2 separate regions of the Capra hircus genome follow, and region 1 is linked to region 2. The links are chromatin contacts, called in public Hi-C maps. All regions are on one chromosome and are shown on one strand. Each heading gives the region's core, a stretch centred on a gene start, on an enhancer-like site or on the middle of the called end of the contact. The rest is flanking DNA. Distances are from core to core; before and after follow the strand shown.

Evidence for each region. A called contact is a pair of places that touch in the nucleus more often than the background predicts.
Region 1: a contact with region 2 is called in a Hi-C map of blood, with 2.6 times the contacts expected there. The contact joins two enhancer-like sites. A contact is called at or near these places in 4 of 5 Hi-C or Micro-C datasets (blood and liver).

Annotation. Positions count from the first base shown.
Region 1 is chr1:73,435,938-73,438,637 of ARS1.2, reverse strand. No RefSeq gene overlaps it. Among named protein-coding and RNA genes, the nearest start is that of OPA1, 150 kb to the left of the region's middle. Within about 2 kb of position 1,412, at least 4 of the 5 cell types and tissues checked have an H3K27ac peak or open chromatin away from gene starts, as enhancers often do.
Region 2 is chr1:72,940,131-72,942,830 of ARS1.2, reverse strand. No RefSeq gene overlaps it. Among named protein-coding and RNA genes, the nearest start is that of CPN2, 26 kb to the right of the region's middle. Within about 2 kb of position 1,425, at least 3 of the 5 cell types and tissues checked have an H3K27ac peak or open chromatin away from gene starts, as enhancers often do.

The sequences.
Region 1 (2,700 bases), core at 163-2,662, 500 kb before region 2:
CATCTGAGACCAGAAAACTAGACAGTAGCTAGTTAAGCAGTTAGCTGCAGAGCCAAATCTGTATACCATTTTAAATACCAAATTTAAACATGTAAGGGTTTGAGTTTTGAGCTGATGTGTGGCTTTGGCTCCCAGACACACAAATCTAGGGAGAAAGCAGTGAACTCTCTTCCTGGAATAGAGGGCATATCCAAATATGGGCTGGGGATCTCCCCATCTCCTTCCCTGGGTGGAGTGGAAGATCAAGACAAAGCCACTAGCGCCTGCAAGGAAGCAACGGGTACCGAGGGAGGTGCATCTGAAGCTGGGCTTAGGTCCTCCTTGAGCTGGCAAAGTTCTCCCTAGGGAAAATACCAGAGATGCCTGGCTCAGAGGAAGTTGCCTGGCATCATCTTCCGGAGATAGTGATTGGGCAGATACCATCTCTCTCCACCAGCTTGGCAGGAGCCTGGTCTTGTGTGGAGAGGTGGGGCGTTCTCTGGGATCCGGTGAGCACTTGCAGAGCACCTGTCCTCTCTGCAGGCAGAGGAAATCAGTGTAGGAAGGAGACAACTGTGCGGCCAATCCTGGCTTCTCCCAGCGCAGATAGGCCGTACGTCCAATCTCCTCCCTGGGCAAACAGAGCCCAGTTTTATGCGAGTTGGCCATGGGACTGCTTTCCCAGCCATCCCTACTGGAGTGGCCCAGGAGATGCCAGAGTGTGAGTCATTAAATGGGTCTTCAAGGGGACTGACCAAGTAAGGAGGAACCCCAGAAACCCTTGGGCCCCTCTTCTTCTCTGGATGCAGAGGTGAGGGCTAGAACTTAAGTGGTCATCTTGGTCCATAAGGCCCATGAGGGAGTCATGCTGTGGGAATGGCTAAGGAAAAAGCTGGAAGGAGCTCTGGTTCCCCATGAGTTTGTGGACTGCAGCTATCTGCGGATGCCTTTTTGACAAGGAAATAAGCCCCCAATTTCACAAAGTCAGATCCGTGATTGTGGGTCTGTTACTAGCCGTACAAAGTCCCTACCAGGTACAGGTTGACTCAGAAAGTAGTGAGCAGTAGTAGCTGGAGATGCGCAAGCGTCTGCTGTGGGGTTAGAGAGTGAGGGGGAGGGCGGAGGGTGGGTGAGTAGGAGCTGAGTGCGAACCGAAAGCCTTCCGTGTTTTGTCCTCGATGACCCCGGCCACTGTGCCTATACTGTAGGAGCCCCATGGGGTGTTCAACCCCAGACTGTTGTGGCTATTAGTTCAACGGCTTTACTCTGAGCCTTAAAGCAACACGCCACAAAGAGAGAAATTCCGCACAACTTAGGGGCCAGTTTGAACCGCCTGCTTCTAAAACCCTAGGCTTTGCAGTAGAAGCCTGGGAGGCTGGAGTGCAGGTGGCTCCCTGGAAAACCACCGTTTCAGCGCCACTGCCCATTGGGCCTATAGGGGGCGCTAAGGAACTGCGGGATTCCTGTCTCCTCTCTGGCTGAGTCTCCAGCCACCCTTATCCTAGGCCAAGTAAAGAGGAAAAATGGGGCTGGAGCTGGGGCTGGGGCTGGGGCTAGGTTACAATGGACGGGGACGAAATCCTCACCCTTTACGCCATTCTTCTTAAAGATCTAAAAATGCCAAGCATCTGGTTTTACAGTTCAGAAAAAAATTCCCACCCCCACCAAGCGCTGCGATGAGAGCTCAACACTTCTGTTCCTGAATCTGGGGTTGGGGAGGGGCCTTGGAGACCAGCCAGTAGTCCTCACCATGCGTTTAGCAAATGAGGAAACTGCCGCAGGAGAAGGGAAGCGATGGGTCCAAAGCCACACAGGGCAGGGCGTTAGAGGCAGTGCAGGGATGTGAATCCGGGCCTTCCAATTTCCAGTCTGGAGTTCTTTCCACCACACCCACCACTGTGGCCGCATTTGTTTTCTTTTCTGGCCCTTGGGGGACTTTGGCAGGGCTGGGGGTCTGATGTGAACTGGAATCTGTTTAATTTCACCTCTCATTGCTTCTGCCAGCTCGCCAGCGCTGGCTGACGGAGGCAATTAGAACCAGACATCCCAGAAGGGCATTCCTGGGAGATCTCTTAAAATTCCACAGCAGCTGGGGACTTGCCTTTTCCTGCAGGGACCATCTGGTGTGTAAATACCCAGTTGTGTAAGTCACGGGGTGAAGGGGGATTCACACACACACAGGCTATCTCTTGATACTCACAGACAGAAACACAGAGAAATATTCAGTAGCAACCTCTTTCCTTCCTACCTCCCAAAGAGAGAGGTTAGTAGTTTACAGGCCACCCTGGGAACATCTGATTACTTATTTCGGAGGGGTGAGCACTGTTTGCTCTGGGCGTGGGTGACAGAGGGGTGGGGGGACATTCCTGTTTTTCTTCCACACACACCACCCCCCCCCTCCGCCCCCCACAGATGGCTGCTTACACCTGGGCTCTGGGAGATGGCCAAGGGGTATTTGTGGCCAGCTCAGCGAATATGCAGCCATGCAGGAGCCTGGCTCAGAGGTGTTACCTCAGCTTCTCTGTGGGCAGCTGAGCCTCCGAAAGACAAGACTGCAGAGCCAAGAACCGCAGTGAGGGGCCCCTGACTTGGACTTCGCTGCCTGTGACATCCAGGGACGGCGACATCCGAAACTGAAGAAGGTGGGCCCTCGGCTGAGAGTTGACGGTGGACCTCTCTGTTTCTCAGGGGCTCCCATTCCACACTCATTATCAGGAAATC
Region 2 (2,700 bases), core at 176-2,675:
CCAGCCCTGAGAAACATAGGAGGACTTTCTTTGGCGGCGGTGGGGGGGGCGGGGGAGGGAGGGGAGGGGCGGGGCGGGGGAGGAAGGGGGAGAGCAGGGGCGGAGTTGGGGGGCTGAGCTGGGTTTCTGCTGCTGTGTGCGGGTTTTCTCTAGTTTCTGCAAGTGGGGGCTACTCTCTAACGGTGGTGCTGCCCTTCTTGTTGCAGTGGCGTCTCTTATTGTGGAGCGTGGGCTCTAGAACGCAGGCTCAGTAGTGCTGGGCGTGGGCTTCTTTGCTCCGTGGCATGTGGGATCTTCTCAGACCGCGGATCTAAACCCATGTCCCCTGAACTGCAAGGTAGATTCTCAACCACTGGACCACCAGGGAAGCCCAGGAGAAGGGTTCTTGAGGAGGCAGGTCCAGGGCCACAGAAGGCAGAACGGGGAGTGACGTGCTGCAGGTCTTAAAGAATCAATAGACATTTACCTGTAGAAAGAGAGGGTGGTCCAGGCAGAAGAAACAGGTGAACAAAGGGTGGAGGGCCACGCAGAGCGTGCGTGGTGGGAGGAGGTGGGTGTGGAGGATGGCCAGGGCTGGAAGGTAGCATGGGACTAGACTGGAAACACCAGCTCTAAAGTTAGGTTTGATTAGAAAAGGTCTGGGGACCTTGTCTAAAGCCCCAGGCCACTGTGGAGGAAGGTGGGGTGGCAGGGTGTCCTTGTGGGAGGCTGCTGGGGTCATCCTAGCAAGAGATGATAAAGACTTGCCCCAGGTTGCAGCAGACGGGAGGGGTGAGTGAGCTGAAGAGGATTCCAGAGGCACAGTCCTCTGACTCAGTGACTGGTTGTGTGAGGGGGAGGCGAGGGAGGCTGAACACTCTGACTTGGTGCCATCCTGAGGGGGAAGGAGTGGTCTCAGTCAGGAGTTCAGTTGGGCCACAAGAAGCACGCTGGTATCTCAAACAGAGGGAATTGGTTGCATACTGATGTAAAAGCTGAGAAGCCGCATAAGATGTTGAGGCTGCACAGCGGTTAGCAATGGGGAAAACCACTGGCACCACCCAGAGAAGGAGGGATGGAGTGGGAGGCAGTGTGAGGAGAGCTGGAAGGCCAGCCGAAACCAGAACAGGCCTGTGCAGTGGGAACTGGGGGCATGGAGGAGCCCCAGGCCCTGCTGGAGACGCTTCCCGGAGTGGAGAGAGGGGAAGATCCTGGCCTCTCTCCGCCCACCTGCTAATGGCCAAGTACATGAAAGCCCAAAGACAGGAAATGCCTGGCACAGGACTACTAGAGGCACCTGGGTGAGCAAAGATGAGTGCAGACCTAACATGGGAAGTGTGAGGGACCTCCCTGGCAGCGTACCCAGCGTGCACTGCAGACGCAGACTTAGGGCTGGAGAGGCAGGTGTCATCAGCATGGCTCTGTTGGAGGTTTTCCCAGGGGAGGCAAAAGCTGACTCATGCCTGAGTCACACCTTCCCGGAGCTGAGCCTCGTGGGTGGGGCAGGGCAAGGGGGTGTCAGGTGGCTCAGTGAGATGCCAAGCCCCAAGGTCAGGAGAAAGGCTGGCCAGGAGAGGCTGTCAGACCCACGTCATCATCCACACCTTGGTGCTCTCTGGGCCTTGGCTTCCAGTCTGTAGAGAGAATACTGCGCCCCCATCACTGGGAGAACAGAACCGTACAAAGGCACTTTGTGAACATGAGGCTCTGTCTATGCCAGGAAGACCAGAATGCCCAGCAGTCGCCAGGAACAACAGGGGCTCAGTGACACCAGGGCTGGGCAAGGCATTCAGGTTGAGTTTGCTGTGCCCCTGGGGTTTCCTAAGGTCACACATGCCTGCAGAGAGACCACTGGCAAGTGCAGAACCCAAGCTGGCTCCACAGAACACAGGACGGGATGGGATCCTTGAATTCCCCTGGTGTTAGGAACCTTGGCCTGGATCCCTGAAATGATGTGCAAGATCCTATAGGTACTTCTTTCCTGCAAGAGAGTCTGATTCTTAGAGGATTGACAACCACAGGGGCTGACAAACTACACGTTAAGCCACTCCACACTGCAGCCCCACTTCCCACCTGCCCAGCCTGCACCAGCAGCCCCAGTCATGGAACTGCTAGCGGTTGCCCCCAACGCTCCAGGCTTTTTCAAATCCTTGACCGTTAGAGGATGCTGCCCCTCCACCTGGAATCTCTCTCCTCCCCTCTCCTCCCACACATTTGTCTCCAGTCTTCAACACTCAGTTCAAGCATCACTCCCTCCTCTGGCCTCCTGCCCCCTGGCCCCAGTCCTAGATGGACGTGGCAGACTGCATTCTCCAAAGGCTCTGACATACTTAGGCCATCCTGTAAGATCCCCCAGCAGTATGATGGATATACACTACCCCCACGGAGAGGAGAGTCTCTGTCCTCTCTCCTTGGATCTTGGATCTGGAGGGCAGGGTGGCTTGTGACTGGCCTGACCAGTGGAGCACAATGATGCCTTCAGGGGCCAGGTCAGAAAAAGACAGCACTCTGCCTGGTTCTCATTCATTTTCTCTCTTTCCCCTTCCATCTCTGGGTCCTCCTGGGACCAGTCACCACGCTGGGAGGAATCAGGGCCACAGAGACAGCCATGGGCCTAGAGTCAACAACCACAGCAAGTATGGACCTTCAGGTCACCCCTGGGAGGCCCTACATAATGGTGTAGAGGCAAGCTGTCCCCACTAAGTTCTGTCTGTATACTGG